2 separate regions of the Mus musculus genome follow, and region 1 is linked to region 2. Evidence: chromatin contacts called from public promoter capture Hi-C data. All regions are on one chromosome and are shown on one strand. The core of a region is the stretch at or near the end of the contact, and the rest is flanking DNA. Distances in the headings are between cores, read along the strand shown.

Region 1 (2,700 bases), core at 72-2,571, 190 kb before region 2:
GTGAGATGTAGATTATCTCACTATACTCCCTAGACTAAATAAAAGAGAAATAAGACCCAGGCTTGCCTCAGACTTGTGATCCTCGCCTCAGTCTCCCAGGTGCTGAGATTACAGGCATGCAAGACCATGCCCTGCTCCAAGCAGTCTCTTTTTACAATTTAAAATTCATTTTCTGGGTATTTCCTCTTCAGGGCAAGTAACACTGACCACTTACATTTCAGTGAGAATTTCTTTTAAGTTAAAAGGGGGGAGGGTGGCTGGTGGTTGGAGACAAAGAGTCAGCGTGGGACACTGTGTAAGCCACCACTGACTGGATAGATGCATAAAAACAGAACTCAGATCTGGTTGGGGAAGATTCTGAGAAAAGAACCAAAGTGCAGAAAGAGGTAGTAAAGTAGGAAAGATGGAAGGTTTGTAGACAGGCTATACTCACCCAGATGGCATCTAACCCGAGCATTGGTGGGTCCACAGCGGCCCTCAAGCCGGGCCCCAGGCAGTAGAACGGAAAAGCCAGCATTGCCGAAGGTATTGGCACTCATGAAGCTCCGTAGCCCCCTCAGTGCCCGATAGGCTCCTGGGCACCGCCGGCAGTTGCTGGGTTGGCATCGGCCTGCTTGGTACAGCAGGAGCTGGTAGCACCCAGGGGCCAGGGGTGGGGACCAGCCCCGAGGCAGAGGAGTAGTTCCTGAGAAGTCCCAGCTCACAGCCCCGAAGTCCCGCAAAATGGCGGGAAAGCTGCTCTGTAGGAGCTCCACGTCATGCCTCTGGGCATCACGTGGTACAAAGGGGGACGAAGGCAGGTCTGGTAGAAAAAGTAAGCCAGGGCGCTGAATGCCCATGACCCCTGCCCCTCCTGTGAGGCCAGAGCCTCCCTGAGCTGCCCGCCTCACCCTACCCATCCCAGCCCAGGAGTAACGCCTGGCATAGGCCCGAAGCCGCCTGCTCACTAGACCTTCTGCCCTGGGTCCTTCTCCAGAATCCCCAAGGCCCCTTGGGCCAGTCTGAGAACATACATCAGGCATACCACTAACACCCCCAGCTCGGCTCCCGGTCCCCAGGGCCTGCATGTCTTGGGAACCCAGTCGGTAGCAATACCAAAGGAACAGAGAAGTGAGGGCTCCGAGGAGCATAGTAAGGGCTGAGGAGCCTAGAGGCAGTGGCCATGGAAACATGATAGGCAAAGAGGCCCTGGCTAAGTGGCAAGCTGCATCTTGCAGACCCCAGCTCCCTGGTACCCCCAGTTCTCCACCTGACCCCTCGATGACTGCTTCCTGATTCCCTCCCTTCCACATCCCCACTCCTGTTCACTCCTCCTACAGGCCCCCCAACAAACCTTCCCCTCACTTCCCTCTTTCTTTCTCCCCTTCCTTTTCTATTTGTCTCCACTCGGAGATCACTCTTGTTCTCTCTTCCTTCTGTGGTTCCTCTCTCCTTTCCCCTTCCCGCAGTCTCCTCTTCCTTTCCTCTCTCCACCCTCAGTCTCCCAGTCTCAGCTGGTTTCTCCTCCCTCCACTCCAGCCCCCCTTTCCTTATCGACCCCTTCTTTTTCTTCTAGCTTCCCCTGACAACAGCGGTTCCTACTCCACCTGGCCCGCAGCCCCACTCTATAGCGGCTCTTTCTCTTTCCTCTCTCCTTGACCTGTCTTCTCCCTCGAAAGGGTCGGGTCTGTCCTCTCCGATTCCCGACCTCCTACACACCCCTTCTTGGGCGCCCACTCACCCTGACGTCACTCCTTCCCGCAACCCTCTCTGTTTAGCTACCCAGGACCCCTCCCAGAGGCAGCCGCAGCCCAGCCCTGCAAGGGGGGTGGGGGGAGACTTCTCTCTGGATTTGCCGCTCCAGACCCCCTCCCCCAGCCCTGACCGAGCGCCACGTGGGGTACAGGGACACAGTGCCAACCTCTAGCCGCCCCGCAATGCGAAAAGAAGGGCAGGGCAGACTCGGGGGCGGGGCGAGAGCCCTGACCCGCTCGTGAGGCCGGTGCTCTGGAACTGCGAGTCCGGCCGTGGGCCTGCGGGTCCCTGGAGAGGTCGGCCTGTGACTCCCCTTTCCCCTGGCTTGGCTACGCCAGAGCCAGCACAGAGCAAGACGCGGGTTCGCGAAAGCGGCTTCAGCCAATCAGTGGCTTCAAGGCCGCCCGTGCAGGCGGGGCCGGGAGCTGTCCTCGCGCCCAGGTGCTGAAAGGGCACTCGCTTGCTCAGTGGCAGAGCCAGTAGATCACGGGTGGTAGCCGCTAGGCTGCAGGTCTCTGTCAGGTCGCCTGCTAGAGAAGGGAGTCTCAACACATACCCATCAGGCTCCTTACAAACCTGGATACTCCCCATTTTCCTGCGGGAGGGGCGAGCCCATCCCACCTGAGCTTCCATAAAGGGCATAGTGAAGGCCCGCGGGGAGGTCCGGGTGTGGACAGAGGACATACTGGACAGGCCAGGAAGACGTGAACCAAGCTGTGCCTACTCTTGACACCTTAGGAAGACCAGGTGCAGATACCAGATGTTCTGGAATGGCGCCGGGAGGGAACCTAATTACTACTGGGACCAGAGTTTCCTTCCTCTCCCCTAGGGGCCTCGGGAAGTGCAGTCCTGGCTCGGCATCCCTCCTTCCTCCATCTGCACTTCCTCCTCCTCCCTCGTCAGAGAATAAATCCCAGGCCCCTCCTTTCACCCGTCCCCAGGATCTGACGTGGGCTTGACACCTTT
Region 2 (2,700 bases), core at 28-2,527:
GCCAAAACCACCACCAAGGCAATAAGCATGGGCACCAGTAACATGCCACTTGATTCTTGGCTTGGTGACCTGGTGGTTATGGGATCTTGGGTAGACGTCGTGGATGTTTTTCTGCTGGAAACTGAGGTGCCACGGGCCACACTGGAACTCTCCACAGAACTGGTTGCTGTGGTAGCAGGGAGTCCATGCATCTCACTCGAGGGCCCCAGAGACCCAGTAGCTGTGGTGACAGGGGGACCACTGGTCTTGGAGCTTACTGTTGTAGCCACAGAGGGTCCACTGGTCTCGTTAGAGCTTGTTGTCACAGTGGTGGGGGGTGCACTGGTTCCTTTAGAGATAGATGTAGATGCTGCAGTTCCGTCTGTCACAGGATTGGCTGCAGGTCCGTCTGTCACAGGATTGGCTGCAGTGACAGGAGGGTCACTGGCTACATTTGATGGTTCTGGAAGCAGTGCTGATGTCTTGCTGGAAACTTCCTGAGAGGCAGTAGGCTCAGGTACAGGGGTGCTCATGCTGGCACCAGCAGAAGTCTCCAAAGAAGACAATTCAGTAGTTTCCAAGGGGGTCAAAGAAACTGGGATTGTGGTCTGCCCCCAGGGGCTGATGGTCTCCTTCGAGTCCACTGTCCCTGACCCCACAGAAACTGATGGGCTGGCATTCTGGGCTTCAGAGGTACTTGGAGCTGTGATATGTGGGGTAGATGGTAGCATCGTCGTCCTCTGCAGACTGTCTGGGCTCGCCACCTGGACCCAGCATGCCCCAAAGAGGAGGAGAAGGTGCAAGGCCATCTCCAGAGGGACAGGCAGGAGCAGGAGTTGGGACCTGAATGTAGGGAAGTTACAGAAGAACGCGGTTGGGGAGGGAAACTTGGCCAGCCCCACTCCTTCTGCCCACTTCCCTGCCAACTGCCAAGCCCATCTTGTGGTTTAACGTTTTTTTTTTGTTTTGTTTTGTTTTTCCATTCTTGCTTTCACTATTATCAGAGACAACAGGGGAACAGATGGCGCCAGTGACTCCCACCCTGGCCTTGGCAGCTCAGACTCCAGAGCAGCCATGTCCCCCTGGCCTTCATTCATTGTTCCAGCCCGTGGCTCTGGACTCCCTTACCCCCTCACCCTATTCATCTTTTCAAACTATAGGTACATTCCTTCATCCTCTGAGCATCCCCACCCCCGTACCCAGCAAGATCATACCCTCTTACCAGATTAATGGTTAAGGCACAGGGCCAGGGCAAGTACCTCCAGTTCTTCCTGAGGCTTGGTCAGGACTGGGGCAGACTGAGCCCCAGGGGGAAAGGAAGTGGGTCTTGGCTCCACCCACTCCACCCCTGCATCCTGCCCCACCCATTCCTACTCCCATAGTTGCTTGTGGGGACCCAAGGGTTCAGTGGAGGCATGAAAGGATGCTCGGGGTCCAGACGGGAATTCTTAGGTTTTCACTGGAGTCCAAGTGTCAGAGATGAGTGATGGGGAGTAGGGGTGGAGTGGAAGATATGGAGGGGAGAACCGTTTCCTTTCCCTCCCTTGCTCCTCAAGCTGTTTGGCCAGAACCTGAGACCCTGAGACTGTGGGTGCACTTCCTGCCGAAGAGCTCCAAGAAAGCTGCAGGGCCGGGGAAAACCTCTCAACTCTGCTCGTGGTCCTGAAAGGTTTTTAGGGCTGCTGAACCCTGCCAGAGCCACAGGGAATTGAGGTCACTCCTGTGGCCCCCAGTTTAAGCTAGTACTAACATTGCACATGCTATGGTCTTAGAGAACTAGGAGAGCTAGAGCGATGGCTGAAAGGTTTGGAGCCCTTGAAGGAGACCTGTTCAGTTCCAGCTTGGTGGCTCACGACCACCCCATAATCCAGAGGATCCAACGTCCTCTTCTGGCCTCCAAGGGCACCAACCCACATAGGTACAGACAGGTACTCATATACAAATATGAAAATAAATTAAGATTTACTTAACGGCCAGGTGTGGTGGAGCACACCTTTAATCCCAGGACTCAGGAAGCAGAGGTATGTGGATCTCTGTGAGTTCGAGGCCAGCCTGGTCTACAGAGTTGTTCATAATAATAATAATAATAATAATAATAATAATAATAATAGATTTATTTAAAAAAGAAAACTTCTAGGGCTGGTGAGATGGTGGCTCAGTGGTTAAGAGCGCCGACTGCTCTTCCGAAGGTCCCGAGTTCAAATCCCAGCAACCACATGGTGACTCACAACCATCCCTAACGAAATCTGATGCCCTCTTCTGGAGTGTCTGAAGACAGCTACAGTGTACTTACATACAATAAATAAATAAATATTAAAAAAAAAAGAAAAGAAAACTTCTAGAAAGACCTATATTAAAAAATTAACCATGGGCTGGAGAGATGGCTCAGTGGTTAAGAGCACTGACTGTTCCTCTAGAGGTTCTGAGTTCAATTCCCAGCAACCACATGGTGACTCACAACCATCTGTAATGGGATCTGATGCCCTCTTCTGGGTGTGTGTGAAAACTGCTACCGTGTACTCATATAAATAAAATAAATCTTTAAGAAAGAAAGTAACAAAAAGTCTTTAGCTGAGTGGGGTGTTTTATGCAGATTTATCCCAGGGCCTCAGTGCTGCTTGAGTAAGTGCTCTACACCGAGCCGCATGGAACCTCACAGAGCCGCACGGAGCCATCCCCAAGCCCCAAGTAAGGAGATCTATGTGATCCTTCTCTGAATAA

What was found. Capture Hi-C pulls out chosen DNA fragments and counts their contacts.
Region 1: a promoter capture Hi-C map of liver shows a contact between it and region 2. The contact joins the promoter of Asphd1 here to the promoter of Spn in region 2. A contact is called at or near these places in 7 of 39 promoter capture datasets (the 3T3-L1 cell line, the SN4741 cell line, cranial neural crest and 4 more), 2 of 484 Hi-C or Micro-C datasets (LSK cells and uterus), 7 of 115 datasets of contacts at active chromatin or transcription factors (the 230-238 cell line, SST interneurons, acute myeloid leukemia and 2 more) and 3 of 9 other capture datasets (adipose tissue, liver and pancreatic islet).

The regions. Positions count from the first base shown.
Region 1 is chr7:126,947,838-126,950,537 of GRCm38.p6, forward strand. It overlaps Asphd1 (aspartate beta-hydroxylase domain containing 1), which reads right to left and starts at 1,322. Exons shown (of 3, transcript NM_001347657.2): 1 at 434-1,322. The coding sequence starts at 1,292. Sez6l2 (seizure related 6 homolog like 2) reads left to right here and starts at 2,698. Exons shown (of 18, transcript NM_144926.5): 1 at 2,698-2,700. It also overlaps a transcript of Kctd13 not described here.
Region 2 is chr7:127,136,546-127,139,245 of GRCm38.p6, forward strand. Spn (sialophorin) reads right to left here and starts at 1,278. Exons shown (of 2, transcript NM_009259.5): 1 at 1,202-1,278; 2 at 1-822. The coding sequence starts at 788.